2 separate regions of the Capsicum annuum genome follow, and region 1 is linked to region 2. The links are chromatin contacts, called in public Hi-C maps. All regions are on one chromosome and are shown on one strand. Each heading gives the region's core, a stretch centred on a gene start, on an enhancer-like site or on the middle of the called end of the contact. The rest is flanking DNA. Distances are from core to core; before and after follow the strand shown. Region 1 overlaps LOC107838881 (ATP-dependent zinc metalloprotease FTSH 4, mitochondrial). Region 2 holds the start of LOC107838884 (UDP-sulfoquinovose synthase, chloroplastic).

Evidence for each region. A called contact is a pair of places that touch in the nucleus more often than the background predicts.
Region 1: a contact with region 2 is called in a Hi-C map of leaf, with 3 times the contacts expected there. The contact joins the enhancer-like site here to the promoter of LOC107838884 in region 2. A contact is called at or near these places in 3 of 5 Hi-C or Micro-C datasets (leaf and placenta).

What each region holds. Positions count from the first base shown.
Region 1 is chr8:105,373,588-105,376,287 of UCD10Xv1.1, reverse strand. It overlaps LOC107838881 (ATP-dependent zinc metalloprotease FTSH 4, mitochondrial), which reads left to right. Exons shown (of 7, transcript XM_047395787.1): 7 at 1-729. The coding sequence ends at 410. It overlaps LOC107838883 (a long non-coding RNA gene), which reads right to left. Exons shown (of 3, transcript XR_001664849.2): 3 at 2,002-2,278. Among protein-coding and RNA genes, the nearest start is that of LOC107838883, 6.7 kb to the right of the region's middle. Within about 2 kb of position 1,312, at least 3 of the 5 cell types and tissues checked have an H3K27ac peak or open chromatin away from gene starts, as enhancers often do. A contact at or near this core is called in leaf, where this site is marked.
Region 2 is chr8:104,739,928-104,742,627 of UCD10Xv1.1, reverse strand. It overlaps LOC107838884 (UDP-sulfoquinovose synthase, chloroplastic), which reads left to right and starts at 1,416. Exons shown (of 4, transcript XM_016682123.2): 1 at 1,416-1,642.

The DNA of each region.
Region 1 (2,700 bases), core at 63-2,562, 630 kb before region 2:
TGAGCAAAGAAGTGGGGCTTGTCACCCACAACTACGATGATAACGGGAAGAGTATGAGCACTGAAACGAGGCTTCTCATTGAGAAGGAAGTAAGAGAATTACTTGAAAGGGCCTACAACAATGCGAAGATGATTCTCACCACCCACATCAAAGAGCTTCATGCTCTTGCCAATGCATTGCTTGAGCAGGAAACAATGACCGGAAACCAGATTAAGGCCCTGCTTACCCAGGTTAGTTCTCAACAAACACAACAAAAGCAACCTCAATTAGTCGCAGAGGAGAGCCTATCACAGTCCAATCCATCTCCTCCATCAAATCCGAGTGCTGCAGCAGCAGCAGCTGCCGCAGCTGCTGCAGCTGCGGCCACTGCCGCAGCCAAAACGAAAGGCATTGCTCCTGTAGGACCTTAGCATGGTAACTTATTGCTAGTTCTTATCAATCCATGTGCATATAATGGATCATTCTCATGCAAGCTTTCCACCCTTTCATTGTTGAATTGCTATGAAGAAGGTGATTAATGTATGGAGGTAGAGTTTAGAGGTCATCAGAAATAGTAACAGATAAATGACATATCAATATTGTCAAGTGTGTCATTTTTAGTTGTCCTTACAGATCTTAGTTTAATTATCTGCAGACTCATTGCCAATTTGAGTATATTGTAAAATTTAGGAGTGTGAAACTTACATTGTTTTTCAATAATACAATTACTGGCTTTTCTTCTGGCTTTTAGAAGCTGTTTTTAGTAATTCAGGTCACATTAGGATGACAGTTTTTTAGTGCAATAATATTTTTTATGACATAATTGTCATTTGACGGATCATGTTATTATTTCCTGTAATGTGGTTTTCTGAACTGATTTTAATTGTTCTTAATCTTCGAAAAACTACTCTCTGGTTTAAGTTTTATGTAGTTCTAAATCTCAAAGGAATCAAAGTTTACATCTGCACCCAAATAAAGTGCTTTGACAACTCAACGTTTTTCAGAGTTTGTGTACTTTCCACTTTGGTTGATAAGTTTTTTTATGTTGCATTTGCATAATTAATTCCGAGTGCAATATTTCCGGTTTGCAGTGTAAATTAAGCTAATCACTTCGTGCCCCAAAAGCTTTTACGTTGTCATGTCAGCCACCATTTTTTGTTCTTCCTGTTTTGATACATACGGCAAAAATTTTGAGAGAAGATTTAGGAAAAGAGACCTGTCAAAACTTAATTGAGAAAAGAGGCATCAATTTCCTTTTTGATTTATTTTTTAGGGCTTGGGAAGGATTAGCTCACTATGACCTAACCCTACCATGACGCCTTAAACACAGCCGCTGACGGCAATGGCTGCTCAGGTGGTCACCAAAATTTCAGACCTTGAATTTCTACCACTCCCTAATCAAGACTACAGCCACAAATTTGACCTCTCAAAACTTGGAAGAAAACATTCCCAAATCACCTTCTCAAACTCTGCAAAAATATGGAGATCATTCTAAACTCTAAACACTAAACCAAGGTGTTATACACAATAATACCAGTGTAGAACCTATTCCAATTAAACCTATTGAGGTTATTGATGGAGTTCCTAGTGTGCGATGGACTGAAGAAGTTTCTCGAATGAATGTAATAGAAAAGCTGCAATTTGCAATAATCGGAAAGATTTCACATGGTTGGCCAGATATTTGATGACATAAAGAAACGGTTGCCTAATCAAATTGGTATAAAAGGAGCTTGTCAAATTGGAGTTATCAGAAATAGACACATTTTGATTAGGTGCTCATTAATGGAGGATTTTGTTAATGTAATGGCTAAGAATTCATATTTCATCAAAGATAGAGAGGGAAAAACTTTCCTCATGAGACCTTTGATCTCTGACTCAAACTTTAGAGTGGATAGGGAAACTACACAGGCTTTAGCTCGGATATCTTTCCCTAACCTTAATCCCACTTTCTTTGTCAAAGAAACTCTTTTCTCGTTAGCTTCTGCAGTTGGCAAGTCATTGCACCTGGACATCAAGCTGTGCTAGAGTTAAAGTTTTGGTTGATCTCAAAGCCAATCTTCCCAAATGGGTTAAGATGGAAATCTATAATGTAGTATCAGGAGTTAGCAGAAATTTTCAAGTTAAAATACAGTATGATCATTTGCCGAAATACTGTTTTGAGTGTAAGCTTCAGGGTCATAGTATGGAAAATTGTAGGGTGTTGCATCCTGAACTAAGACCTTTAACAATGGAGCATGGTGGAATAGTGAGTGAAGATCCTGCATCACCAAAAAGCCATCAGCTAAATCAGATGCAAAACCTGCAACATAATCAACAAAAACATTACTAACAGCAGCAACAAGGAAAGTTGGTTACGCCAAAACAATTAACAAGTGGGAAGGTGGTTGGAGACTTTGAGACTTGGAAAGAGATAAAAAATAAGAAGGTTAATGGAGACACAGGGGATAAGTCTCAAGTCTCAGGGAAACAAGCAACAAAAAGTAATGAAATGAGTACTCCTAATGATTTTGCAGGAGAAAGATGAGATAGAGAAGGTTGCTGAAGATGTAGAGAAGCAACAAAAAGAGGGGTTAAATTTAACTACACATCAGGGCACAAAGACTGCAAAGTATATGAGTAAGAGCCTAGATAACAGTGCAGGCAGCACAGAGAATGAAGACAGTAGCAAAGGAATATGTTCAGCAGCAACAGAGACAGTCTCAGTTAAGAAAAAAATAAATT
Region 2 (2,700 bases), core at 167-2,666:
AGGTGCAATCTTGAATAATTATTAGACCTGATTTATTTTCTTAAATATCGTTAAGGAAGTTAGTTCTGATACATAAGAGACTTATGTATATCAACATTTAGTTATGTATATAAATAATTGAAATTTGAGGGAGAGAAAATTTATTGAAAAAAATAAGAGAAAGAATAATTAAGGAGCAAACTAGTGGGATTTATGCTATTTACCCATTCCTTTTTGCTTCTCATACTTCTTTTCTTTAACAATCTTTACCATCTAATAGTTGTCAATTAATACTTAAGGAGGTGGAGATTTTGCTCTAAGTATTGACAAGGGCTCAAATATATCTTCGAACTATTAGAAATAGTTCATTTATGTAATTTGTTATAAGTTTGGCTTATTTATGTCATTGATTTTAAAAGTTTTGCTCATTTATGTCATTGTCATTATAAAAAGGTCTATTCACGTCATTATTTTACAACGTTAGTTATGCAAAATTACTTTTCCTCATGACCTCTTATGTGAAGACAACATCACCAAATCTAAATCAAACAATATTACTTAAAATTAAAATTTAAAATTGTGTCCATTAAAATAAAATTTGACACAATTAATGAGAATTTTATTTTTATGGAGTCACAATTTTAGTTTTAATGAATCAAGTCTTTATTTTAGCAGTGTGGATCAAACTTTTTAATGAGTCTGATGTTTAAGCTTGATTTTAAATAATATTGGATTATTTGAATTTGACGACATGGACCTCTAATAAGAGGCCACGTGATAAAAATAATCTTACAAAATTTTTGTTATAAAATAATGGCACGAATGAACATTCCTGTAATGTCACTAACATAAATGAGTTAAACTTTTAAAGACGATGGCATAGATAAGCCAAATTTATAATGAAGGGCATAGATGAGTCATTTCTAATAATTCGATAACATATCTGAGTAATTTCCCTTTTATCTCTTTTATAACAGAAAAAATTATACGTGAATATGTATGGACTTTGAAAATTTTTGGTCTAACATAAACATTAAATATTTGTGTAATCATAAATAAAATAAAAATTTTATAATTAAATAACTTTTAAATATAAAAAAGTGACGTTATTTTCTAGACAAATTAAAAGAAAAATCTGTTACATAAATCAAAACAAAAAAATACTTCTGTCATTTTAAAAAGAATGACTTACTTTGACTTGGCACAAATTTTTAAGAAAATAAAGAAGACTTTTGAATTTTATGACCTTAAATTAAAGTTGTGTCATATGTACTAAAATATCCTTTAATCTTATGATTCTAAACATGCCATGTAAAAAGTTAAAATTAAAGTACTATAAAAAAAATGATCATTTCTTTTTAAATAGATTAAAAAGAAAAGTAGATATTTATTTATTTTTAATTGAGGGAGTATAAATATTGGCCCCGAAGTGTTACAGGAGCTCACAAATTTTCAAGTGACAAATTGAAAGAGCGTACGGGGGACAAAGCTGTAATTTCGGCGGCAGCAATCTTGGGATGTAAAGAATATCCTTTGGGCAAAACTATGATGCTTCCAGAGACATGAAAATCTTAGCCCCAACACTTATTAACTGAGGATACCTTTCCCTCTCCATTTCTCTACTAAGGATTTTATCTCTGCCAAGCATCGCCCTCTTCTCGAGGTGACCCTTTTAGCTTCGGAACTTGCTTTTGTTGTAATATTTGGTGAAATTCTTAGTTCCAAAAGTTGATTCTTGTACTATATATATAGTGACCATTTTAGTTCCAGATGTAAAGCTGCTTTAAATTTCTTGGTGACGCTTTCATGTGTTCGGCTTTATGTAGTCAACTAAGTATTTCCTTTTCTAGTCTGTTGTCTACCAAAGTTCGGCTCTTACCTTCGTAAGTAAACTGCATGTCAATTTTGTGTAGACTATTCCGTTTCCTTTTTCTTTCCTTAGTAGGTGGACAGATTTTGTTCTGAACTTGGTGTTTAACTAAATAGTGTCAATATACAATATATATGATGCACATGCTTTGTTGTTGTTCTCTCATCACGGATGATTTCCGGACTAGACTAAAACTGGGAGGGAAGTTTATTTCAATATTGAAAACGTGTTTGGTTTTTGAGCATTCCATAATGCAAAATCCATCACTTGGCAAAGAATATACTCCCTCCGTTTCGAAATAAATGAATTGTTGGATTTTGGCACACAGATTAAGAAAAAAACATCAACATAAATTTCTATTTTTACCCTTGAAGTCTCTTTTACCCAAAAAAGGAAAAAGCTGACCTTGGTAATGCTATTGGCTGCAGTCTCTTTTGCTTGTCAAATCGTAAGGGTAATTTTGGAAAAAAATTCAACAATTCACTTATTTTGGAACACCAATAAATACCCCAACAACTCATTTCTTCCGAAACGGAGGGAGTACTATTTAGTCTTGCCATTTTTTGGGCTTTGCTCGTAGTGACACTATTGCATTGTTAACCCTATGATGGTTTAACTGACCTTATCCTTATTTGAAGTGATGAAAGAAAGTTGTTGTTTCGTTTAACCATCTCTTTGGAACACTGCTTATGCTATAATGCTGTAAAATCAACTCATATTTCCACTCTATTTGAAATAGGAAGTTGTATTACATCAAGATGCTTTGGTTGGTCCTAGCTGAGGATTGACAAAACTGTTTTAAGTGAAATGCTCAATTAGTGTTGGAAGCGTCATCATGACTTTGATAAAAC